3 separate regions of the Zea mays genome follow, and regions 1 and 3 are each linked to region 2. The links are chromatin contacts, called in public Hi-C maps. All regions are on one chromosome and are shown on one strand. Each heading gives the region's core, a stretch centred on a gene start, on an enhancer-like site or on the middle of the called end of the contact. The rest is flanking DNA. Distances are from core to core; before and after follow the strand shown.

Evidence for each region. Hi-C and Micro-C count contacts between places; a contact is called where the count stands out from the background.
Region 1: a Hi-C map of ear shows a contact between it and region 2, with 2.1 times the contacts expected there. The contact joins the promoter of LOC100279314 here to the promoter of LOC100216983 in region 2. A contact is called at or near these places in 2 of 25 Hi-C or Micro-C datasets (ear and tassel).
Region 3: a contact with region 2 is called in a Hi-C map of ear, with 4 times the contacts expected there. The contact joins the promoter of LOC100283858 here to the promoter of LOC100216983 in region 2. A contact is called at or near these places in 2 of 25 Hi-C or Micro-C datasets (ear and tassel).

The regions. Positions count from the first base shown.
Region 1 is chr5:43,393,768-43,397,772 of Zm-B73-REFERENCE-NAM-5.0, reverse strand. It overlaps LOC100279314 (decaprenyl-diphosphate synthase subunit 1), which reads right to left and starts at 2,558. Exons shown (of 13, transcript NM_001152335.1): 1 at 2,381-2,558; 2 at 1,642-1,734; 3 at 469-549; 4 at 237-308; 5 at 1-118. The coding sequence starts at 2,542.
Region 2 is chr5:43,014,360-43,018,351 of Zm-B73-REFERENCE-NAM-5.0, reverse strand. LOC100216983 (beta-1,3-galactosyltransferase sqv-2) reads left to right here and starts at 2,466. Exons shown (of 11, transcript NM_001143362.1): 1 at 2,466-2,754. The coding sequence starts at 2,654.
Region 3 is chr5:42,665,139-42,668,664 of Zm-B73-REFERENCE-NAM-5.0, reverse strand. It overlaps LOC100283858 (60S ribosomal protein L27), which reads left to right and starts at 2,030. Exons shown (of 1, transcript NM_001291614.1): 1 at 2,030-2,615. The coding sequence starts at 2,091. The coding sequence ends at 2,504.

The DNA of each region.
Region 1 (4,005 bases), core at 1,309-3,808, 380 kb before region 2:
TTATCTCAGCAATGTTCTGTTGCCTTGTGCGGAGTTTATCTGCCAATATACTGAGAACTCTTCCTTCTGTTGACTCTGACAAAGGAAATTTCAGAGCTGATGCCATGAGCAACAAAACCTGCCAATACAAATTAGAGCATTAGAGACACGAAAGATCAAGAAGAGAGGAGGCACCAACCAAGAATAAAATGATAATGTAGTCATTTGTTTAAAAAATAATCCAGAAATTGAGTTACCGTAGGTCGGAATCTTTTTCCCTCTGCTCCCACCTTGAAAAAGTACTCAGCTGCTGATGCCAGTTTGGGGACCTGCAAATGCAACTTTCAAGCAATTTAGGGCTCTAAGAATGAAATTTTGGCCATCACTAGATCAATGATGCATCAAATCATATTTGCTACCAGTAGTCCACAGGAGTACTACTCAGATGACTAGATGAGTTCTGGTGAACAGGATCAACTGCTTACTGACCTCAGCAGCCACCATGGATCGTAACCTATTTGCAAGAAGTGATAGCTCATCGGCGACTAATTCAAATGGATCTTGCTGTTCCTGAGAACACGAGAAAATTAGAGTCTTCAGACTATATTACAGTCAAAAAAAGCCTCTACATTTCCAACAAAATAAAAGGCTGAGGATAAATTCAGAACAGATTAAGAGCCAGTTTGGTAGAGTTCCTCTTCTAGATTCTCAGTGGAAGTTGATTCTCTGTGAGAAAAAAAATTTATTGAAATTGATTCTCTAGGATAAAAACTAACTATATAGTGATTCTGTGTGTGAAGTGAATCAGGAGAAGCTACTTTTTTTAGCCCCCAGCCTCATTGTTCATTTCATAGAAATAGAACCACTTGACAGAATCAGTACACTCATTAAAAAACTGTTTGGCAGACGTGCTCCTGGATTCAGCCTAGAAGTTGCTCTTTAAGCTCTGCCAAACTGGCCCTAAGATAACCTTTGATTCATGTCAAAACAACATCAAAGCCTTATTGTTGCAATATGAATGGAACTTTCTTTCAAGTCCATACAACATGATGGTAAATTGCCAACTACTTGAAAAGGCAAGAGATGTGGCCCTTGGGAACATCAAATGATGAAAAGAAAATTAAATTGTCCTGTACAAGTTTCAAATGATCTATAAAGCACAATGTGTTCTTTGCCATATTAGCTTAGTCAAACCAGGAACAATATCCTAGTACCTGGCTGCATTACAAGTTTTTATATGAATTAACAGCTGAAAGACATTTTACCCTTTTTTTCTGGAGATGGAGGAACAGCATATCTATGAAAAGGAATCATATTGGGTCTATAACCTTTATAGAAGCTTGCTCATATGATAACTAATGTGCAGCGATAGCATCAAGATAGGCTTAAGATGAGAAGCCATCGATTGACAGTGCATTAGAAAAAGGGTACACACAGTGCTACAGACAAGAGATGTAATAGCAACAAGATGCAGTCAACTGAATAATGTGACACCCAATGATTTACTTTGTGCATTTATGTCAACTATCATTTCATTTCATACTTCATGTGTTAAATTATGCCCTACCCTAACCCTTTTATTGAAAGAAAAGGGCGAAGTGATCATTTCACACTGAATGAGCAGCACAAAACGAATGATAACAGAGATGAGACATCAACTACCTGAGCCCTGGAAGCCCCGTCCTGGCGAACCTGGTATTGGGCCTCATGCAACCATCTGGAGCTCACAAGAGCAGCTCCTCTGCAACCAACTACCTACTAAACGATACAAAACGTAGAGAGCCTGTATCAGCAGTTCAGCACAACGGAAAAGCCAGACTTTTCCCATACTGCGTTTAAACGTCAAAACTCTAATAAGATGTTGAAACCGTGTTTTAGCATTCTAAACTGTAAAACGCAGTGTTTCAAGCGTTTTAAACCATTAGCTACTTTTGGACCCAGTCTGTTAATTACTTTTGGGTCCAATCCGGCTCCTGAGTGAAGTTTTGGTAAGCCACTAACCTCTTTGTTTTGGTATTTAACTTCATGTTATTGTCTGAAATTATAATATATTTATAGTTTTCCTATGTTGTTTAAAATTACGTTTAAACTTTGTTTAAACGTTTGTTTAAACATTTAAAAGTCAAAATTTCACCCATGAGTATTTAAACGCTTTATTGTTTTAATAACCTTGCATATGAAGGACCTGTTGCTATTCCTTATGGTTTACGGGACTAGGCAGCGTATTAACGAGGGCAAACTCGCGCGAATGCCATCACTAGGAGCGCCACTCCGAACGGTCTACAGGAGCACGGCATAAACGCAAACACAACGCGGGCGGTGGCTGGCAGCTCGGCCGCCAGCAAGCAGGCAAGCACCAGCGGCAGAGGGTAAAGTACGGGAAGGGAACGGGGCAGTGGACCTTGCTCCGAATCTGGGAGGCGAGGGGTATGTAGTGCCGACCCAGGAGGCCAGTGCCACCGCCGGCTGACGAGGTGGACAGGAGCCTCTGCGCCTGGGCACCGCCGCCACCGATCGCGGCCAGCGTGGCGACGCGGCGCGCGAGAGTCCACCGCCAGGACATGCTTCGGCTGCTCCCGAGATCGGGGGAGGAAGAATGAGCTTGTAGAAAAAGTCAGAGACGAAAAGGGAGGCGGCGGCCGCCGCTCGGTTTGTGGGTTGGAACGGAGGCGCCACCCGTGGCGTGGAGGAGGGTTACGTGGATCGGTGGATGCGCCCGTTCTGCCACAGTGCCACGTCTAGTGGTGGAATGCGCCTGCACGAAAAGGCCCAAGCCCACGAGGGAACTTTACATGTGTTTTCTACGTTTGGGTGTTTGGTGTCGCATTAAATATTTAAATATTAAATATAAGTATTAAATGTAGATTTAGTTAGATTTAATAAATATGTTTTATCTTTTAGTTTTTATGTGTAATTAGTTTTATAACTGGATTATATTTAGTATCCTTAATTATTAATTAAATATTTGATGTGATGGGTTTAAATTTTAGTGGTGCGGAACTAAACACCCACTTCAGGCATAGTATATATAAAATTTGTAATTTTAGTAACTTTGTTATTTATATTTTGAGTGCTAGTTTGAAAACTTAAATTTCTTTATAATTTTTTATTTATAGAACGGGCAATCTAGGAGGTGTTATTTGAATAAGACAATTAGTTATTTATGGAAGGTTTACCTCTCTAGGTTTGGCTCCTCGTTTCAAACTAGTGTCACACTCGGATTTAAGGAGTAAACTCGGGTACGTCTCATATGTGTTAAAGAAAAAGAACATATATAATTACCAAGTGTATAGAGATAAATGTCACAAATATTATTACATTGTGGAAGTGTCTTACAAAAATAAATGATAACAAATAAGCGAACTAATATTATTCCTTGGTGTCATTAAGCTGACTCGGAGACGCCTCCTAAACTTCATCGTACTCCTCTTAGTAGTCCTCCTCCTGGGCTACCTGCTCTTCACCTGGGGTTATATATCGCAAGGGTGAGCTCACAAGAGCTCATAAGAAGTGTAAGGCTGATAAACAAATAATTGTTAAAGCTGAGCATTGCTTTTAATAAATTGGTCAAATTTTATTAGCAGTTACTAAATGTATGTATATACCCTAAAATAATAGTAGATTAAAATTAATAATAAAACCACAATGTGATGCATATGACAAATTAAGTTTAATTCCATAACTTAATCATGTGCGTGTCCGAGCCGCTCATGGTCGTGAGCACGGCTGATATACCAATTTTACACTCTACAGAGGTTGCACATCTTTACCCACAAGCCATGCTACCTGAAAGGGAAATGTGCCCTTGGGCAATTTCTATAATGTTTTGGTGATTAAGTGTCCAACACATTTAATTGAGTTCTAATGTGCAAAATAAAGTGAGAAGTGCAAATCAAGGAAAAAGGTATGTTTCTAGACTTGGTGAATTGTTTTGTGTACTAACATGGTTATCCAAGTGCTAGAAACAGTGACTAAAGAAGAAAGGAAAAGGGAAAAGCTTGGCTCTATGCGGCCAATCCTCAGCTC
Region 2 (3,992 bases), core at 1,217-3,716:
CAGATTTCACTCTTGCTCTTTGAAGAAACTCCTTCTCATCACCTTGTGTATCTAGTGTCGTCACCACGATACATGTGCGAGTCGTGAAAGAATCTATGAAAACATATGCAAGCCAATATGATGCAAGGCTTTCTCTATAATTTGTTAATTGCTTCTTAGTTTCATGTAACATTTTGGTTTTTTTAATCTTAATAATGTCATCCCCATACCCCATATATGGTTTATATAAAGTTGGAACTGTCTAAACTCTGAACTATAATCAACTTTAAACTCTTTTATATAGCTATCAATCTCAATATTCGTCCAATGTGTTTCTATTGAACAGATGTAGATAAATGATGTTTTATGTTCATCCATGCAGAGTAGGCATGAAAAATAACTACATCCATGTAGTTAGTTCAAAGTTTGTAGCCCTAAGCTACATAGATCACATATTTCTAGCCCTAAGGTTTAAACATGTAGTCCTAATGGGACTTTTCAATCATTCGAGGTCACACTTGGTCATGCGACACAAGCTTCAAAGTGGTATATGGATTAATGTATTGTCACCTGAAGTTAATGCATTACCACATTTCTATGAGTCAAACTACATTTTTTACTAACTCAAGAGGTACATTTAACTTTGAACTCAATTACATATCCATTTGTGATCCCAACAACTCATCATATTTGGAAATGAAATACAATTTATAAAATAAATAAAGGATGAACTTATTCTCCATATTTCCTATACACGATGAGAACCCACATAATTAACTTACTTTTTGAACAAGTGGCAAACATGAAAATCCTTTGTGTAGCTGGTACCCCTAAACCCTAAACCAGTTGCCCATCAACTCAGGAAACTGTTGTTTACCCGAACCCTTTGCAGTTGCATGGAACCTGGGGCAAGAAGTGTAGAGCTTGACCTTGGTGTGAGCCGACACAAAGAAAACATCACCTTCCTTCGCCTTTGCACTGCTAGTCACGAAACCTGTCTGGATTTCTCTTGTCTTGTCAAGACGATGAATATGGATAGACCAAGAACCAGAGACATGGTGACTGATTTTCCAAGAGGTAGCAAGTAGAGGTCAACTTCAAATTGAATAGTTGATGGGGTGTAACGAATCATGTATGTAGAAATTTAAAAGTTTATTACTTACGTGGCACGGTGTTTCAGGGAAGATCCGCAAGTTACAAGAGAAAGGAACATCACTAATTGTTGCCTTAACTAAGACTGATTAAGACATGTACGATGGATTTCTTGAGCCGTGTCTTCGAGTGTGTCTAATGTGGTAAATATAAAAAAACTCAAGTCATGTATCTTGATGAACACTCTCTGTTCGAGACAGATGAATAACTGATTGGTCAATTTAATTTATTGATTGCTCTGATTGGTGTAATAAATATAGATACACATGTTTTAGACATGTCCACTGTATTATATTGTGTATTAGCTGTCTTATACTTGGAGTACCGTGCAAATGTACATGCCCTTATAATCAAACTCCATATATTTTCAGTAATCACATTTCATCATCAAATGATCAATAATAGAGTATAATAAATTGGTAGTGATAATAAACAGACAATGGAAATAAATAGACGGAGTAAAACAACTGTTCTGATTGTAAGTCAACATCGAGCAGAGAATTTGCACATCTCTTTATTTCAGAGCTAGACCTACATAGATAACATTGCTTGAAGAAGTGACCATACATTCGATGCACCCCTAAGAGATATGCATGAGTTTTTTTTTCAAATTAAAATAAAAGAAATAGCGCTGACGAATTAGATTGTGCCACATCAACAACCGTATGCCGCTACTGATCGCGTCTGATCGGTAGCTGTGCTGCTCAAATGTGTCGGTCGATATCGACCGACCTTGCATCACTCCAATCGTTGTTATTCGTCTCGACTAGTCGACCGACCGAGTCTATCTCCTGCCGTCTCTGTAGTGGTCGATACCTATAGCTGACTACAACACGACAGAGGTAGGTAGGTATCAACTCCACTAGATCCACAATGAGATCCTCTACCGTCACTTCATCTATAGTTGGCTCATGATACGTAAACTCGGCACGCAGCAGAAAAATAACCGTAGATCATTTTGCTTCTACTGGATCCAGCCTAACAGTAATGGCCAAACAGGAATAAAAATTATAATAAACTAATGGCAGTTAAGTAAGGCACAGTTTAAAAACAACCCAATAAAAAAATTGGGTTTTATCTTTTAGTTAGTAGAGGTCAACTTCTTAGTTTTTAAAAAATAGAGAATTATATAAACTAAATTATAAATTATTATATTTATAATCAACTCAATTTTTATAAATCAGTTTTTTAAAAACTGAATGCTTTCGAATAGGTCCTAAACTCTGTAATTTTTAATGGCAATCGAGGAACCATTTCAATGGCTCCGAGGGAATTCTGTCTTTACTCAAAGCAGAGCAGGCAAGCTGTACCCTGCGTTGTCGGTGGCCGCCTCCCGCCCGCGCACATGGGTGTCATGGGGCGTAGACCGTGGCGGCCTCAGCTCCGGTCTCCGGGATTAAAGAATCCAGGTCATGGCTTCCTCGCGCCGTGGGCGTCCATGTCCTGCTGCTGCCGCCGCGGGACCTGAGAGGAGAAGGACGAGGACGAGGTGGTGGTTGGCGGCGTCGCGCCGACGGCGGACATGGGTTGGAGGCGGGGAGGAGGCGCGGATGGCGTGGCCAGGAGATGGGTGCTGCTGCTATGCGTCGGGAGCTTCTGCCTCGGCCTGCTCTTCACCGACAGGTATATTCCGTTGCTCGCTCCACGAAATCTTGACTTGGAGAGTTCATCCTGTCCACACTTGTGCCTCGTTCTGTACGCTCCTCAGCGCTCCTAGGATGGAAGGGATGGATGTGGGTAAGATCCGTGTGTTGCTGGTCAACTGCATTCTGCGGTTTGGGGCTGCAGGGGGAATGTTGGTTGCTTGGACTCTGAACCCGCACTGTGTACCTCAACTTGTGAGTCGTGAGTCGCGGTACTTGAGCTCCCTGAGTTCCTTGAGAGTGTTGCTAATTTGGGAACTGCGAGAGAGTGCTCAGATGCTCACGGATTCAAGAATTCAGACTCTGTCAGCGCTATTATTCTGGCTCGTTTGTTCATACTGGCGCTGAGCCCACCTGTGTGCCAATGACCCTGCACATTTAGGTTCAGTGGCGGAGAACAGAAAAAAATAAGGTATATCAAACTTGATACATATAGATTGTAAAATAATATCTCTTATCGTAATATGTCGTGTTGGTAAAAATGTTTAGAATAAATAGAATTATTTTTTTCTCGAACGAGCGCAGGAGGAATAAATAAAATTATAGAAAAATACAAGTGAAGTCAAGAAACCATACAACGAGTAAGCTTCAATCACATCTAGGCGAGCTATGCAATTGCATTTGCATATCTTTCTTTTTGTGAAACCTTTTCTTGATCTTCTCAAGAATCAAGATCAACTCCTTTGAATATTTCTCGCTCGTAGCACACACATCATTAAGCCAAACTTCCAATTGTTAATTCCCAATGCTTTGAAAGTGCCAAATATGCATTCTTTCAATTGTTAAATCCCGATGTTGTAAAGACATCATATCCAAATTTGTCATCCATCCGATCATGCATGAAAAGGTATCAATAAAAGCAATAAGCCATATCTTTCTCTTCTCTTCACACGGTATTCATGCCAACAATATTGCTTGAACCATGTTTTCTAAAGGAACCTTTTCGTCTTTGATTTAGGGAAATTATAACCAATTGTTTGAGTTGGATCCTTGTCTATGAAAGCTCTATTAACTCTGAACTAATGTTAATATACGAAGCCACGGATCAGTAATAATGTGATCCGGATTGCATAGTTAATGAGGTTCAACCTCCACATCGGCTTCCTTGTCATTTTCCATCTCCTCTTCAACTTATCTGCCAGCCATATCATTTTCAATGTCCTCTTCAACTGCAGCGACTGTTTGTCAAAATTGATATGAGTATAGTCATCTTCCTCC
Region 3 (3,526 bases), core at 781-3,280, 350 kb after region 2:
AACACGCCAACACCTGTCGATCGTTGCTATACATCGTAGCCCAGGAGAGATCCAGCAGGCCGAGGCGCACCACTGCTACTGCTATTGAGCCAGCAGTGAGCACCGCTGCACAGGAGCAGGCCAAGGCACAATGCGGCTGACGGACATGGCTGTACCGCACTGCGCCACTGCCAGCCGGGTACCCGAACGTATTAGTATCCGAGTAGTTGCCGTGTAACACTGATTCCATATTCTACCCGTACCCGAAAGTTAAATATCAGGCTAGTACATGTATCCAACCCGACATAAAAATATATGTATCTGTATCCAAAAATTCGAGTAATTTTGGTACCCGTATCCGGTACCCGTCCCATTTTCACCCCTAGAGTGGACATGGGCACCGATGGATGATAGAGCGGTTGAGGCAGAAGACAAGAGACCATCCGAGGCGAGCCAAATACATCAGCGAGGCGTTTAGTGTGTCCTCGACAACGGCACCAGAGATGGGAGCCGACCAGGGCTGGAAACGAGCTAAGCCAAGCTCGGCTCGGCTCAGCTCGATGCGGCTCGATGATTGAATGGGCTCGACTCGGCTCGATATTGGCTCGCGAGCTAATTCCTAATACTGATTATTGCATTATTTAGTGAATTAACATTATATAAATTTGAAATATGGAATCATCATTCAATATTATGAGTAATTTAAATTATAAAGTGTAATATATTCGCCATTAAAGACTAAAAAAACAAGCTATTATCCATAAAATTATCTAATATTAATCATTATTCGGAATCAAACAATTTGGCGCGGCTCGCGAGTCGAAATGAGCCGGCTCAGCTCGACTCGCTGAAAAAATGAGCTCGAGAAATGGGCTCGGCTCGTTCGAGGCTCGTGAGTCGCTTCGAGCCGAGCCGAGCCGAGCCACTCTAAATTCGAGCCGACTCGTGAGCCTCGAGCTTATTTTTCAGCCCTAAAACCGACAACTAAATGATAAGGATTTTTAGGTGTAACGGCAGGGAGCGCACGTCCCTCATGGCTCCTGTTTCGTCGCCCGCTTCTATGGGGGTTCGAGCCTATCATATTTTTGTTGTCCTTGTTCGATCATATATGGATGGAAGCTTATCTCGAAAATTATTTGTTTATGAGATGCTGGAGGAGAGGAATGGATCTACATGCTTTGTGCATGACAAACGGGACAGTGGAAATGATGGAACAATGAAAACTTGTATTTTAGGCTACCTTCAATAGATCGCACATAAGGCCATACAAAAAAACTGTTGTTTGCATTGTAGACATTATTGTTTATTTAGTAAAGTTTGAAATATATACTACTGTATATTTCAATAGTTTAAACTTTGCAAAACTCACTTGACCAAATCATCCACACTCATAACAATAACTAAATCCACCAAACAAATTGCACCCAAATTTAACACCATTAAATTCAACGGTTCAGAACATTAGATAACTTAATATCTATTACTCACGTAAATCAAATAGACAATATTATTTGGATCATTCTTCATCCTCTCCCCGTGACCCCACCGCCATAGCCTCCCCCAGTCCCTCTTCTATTGTGACCCCGCCGGCCCCTCCCCCTCCTCTCACTCGTGTCACTGCCACCATCGACTTCTTTCCTCATCTGATCGAGATCGTAGTGTTAGAACAAACTATATGCTATAAGAAGATAAGATAGGAGATGACATAGTTGCCTCACACAACCTTAAGGAGTAGAGAAGAGATGAGACCGGTGTTGAGCTGCAGAGCTGGGGCACATGAAGGAATGCTGGGATGGAATTTGGACTGGCCGACTGGATCTTTTTCTGTACGACAAAGAAAAGCTACAGTAGTGCTCATGTTGGGCCTTGGGCCATTGACGACGAGCCTTACATCAGACCCAGAACTACTTCATCCCGCGCCCCCTGAAGCTCGAGCACGGCAGCACCGTCCGATCCTGGATCCAACAGCCGAAACCCACCCACCTGGAAACCCTAGCGCCGCCACACTATATAACCTTCTCTCTTCGCCGTGCTCCGATTTGACACACCTCCCAAACCCTACACTCCCGGCGGCGGCGGCGGCGGCGCAGCAGCGGCAGCAGCATCCGAAGATGGTGAAGTTCCTCAAGCCCGGCAAGGCCGTTATCCTCCTCCAGGGCCGCTTCGCCGGCAGGAAGGCAGTTATCGTGCGCGTGTTCGAGGAGGGCACCCGCGACCGCCCCTATGGCCACTGCCTCGTCGCAGGCCTCGCCAAGTACCCAAAGAAGGTGATCCGCAAGGACTCCGCCAAGAAGACTGCGAAGAAGTCGCGCGTCAAGTGCTTCATCAAGCTCGTCAACTTCACTCACCTCATGCCCACCCGCTACACCCTCGACGTCGATTTCAAGGATGTCGCCACCGGTGGGCCCGACGCACTCTCTACCCACGACAAGAAGGTCGCCGCCTGCAAGACGGCCAAAGCGCGCCTTGAGGAGAGGTTCAAGACCGGCAAGAACAGGTGGTTCTTTACCAAGCTCCGCTTCTAGATGCTCGGCCTCCCGAATAGTCCTGCTTTAGCTGTCGATTTGTTGTATCGGACACACTCCATCTCTGTTTTCGTATTACCATGAATATTTCGTGTTTAGTCCTGGGGCTCTCAGAGATAAATTTGCTAAGATATGCCGTTGTTGTGTTACATGTTTTCGTGATAGGTCTGGTTAAAATTTTGTTCTGTTTTACGGCTTGCGGGTTTCTTGTTGGTGCCAGACATTTGTGATGCATCTTGTTAGTAGTGTTTCATCAAGTATGCTCTTTTGTTTCTCCTGATGATCTGGTTAATTATGAAAAGTAGAAATGTAGCATAAGGTATACAAATATATTATGTATAAAACCATATTAGTTTAATTGATATATGTCTAAATTACGATTATTAGAATGAAATTCAATTTCATGTATTCAAAGGGGGTCTTAGCTGAATTGAGCTAGTGGCCCTGGGCTCTATGGAATTGTTGAATGTTCAATTTGTGTCTTTAGGATTAACTGTTTCATCAAGTAGATGACAACAAATATTGGCTACAATCTTATTTATCCTATTGATTAGTTTGTTAAACTTGTAATGTCGGGTTGATTGCGAATATTAAACTTCCATGGAAAATCATGCTTTACTTAGATGCTGTTTGACTCCCTGTCAAAGAATTTTTTTAATACTGTTCATACTGCCTTTCGGAGCTGGGTAGTCATTCCTTTCCAAATATTTTTGAGTAACATTAGGGAAAATTTGATACGTTCGAATCGAAGCGCTGTTGGCTATCACATTGGATGCTGCTTCATTCATTGTCTTGTAATTAATGGGCAGTTAGTTTTAGTTTCTCATTTGTTTGTTGATCATGCTTGTAGCCTCTTGTTATCTTTTATTTACTCGTGAAATAAAATACAACGGATCCTAAGAATTCTACTACCTTCGTTCCATTTTATAATTTGTTTGACTGGCTTTTCAAAAAAAATCGTAATTATTATTAATTTTTACTGTGATATCGTTTAGTATATAATATATTTTAAATATGGCTTT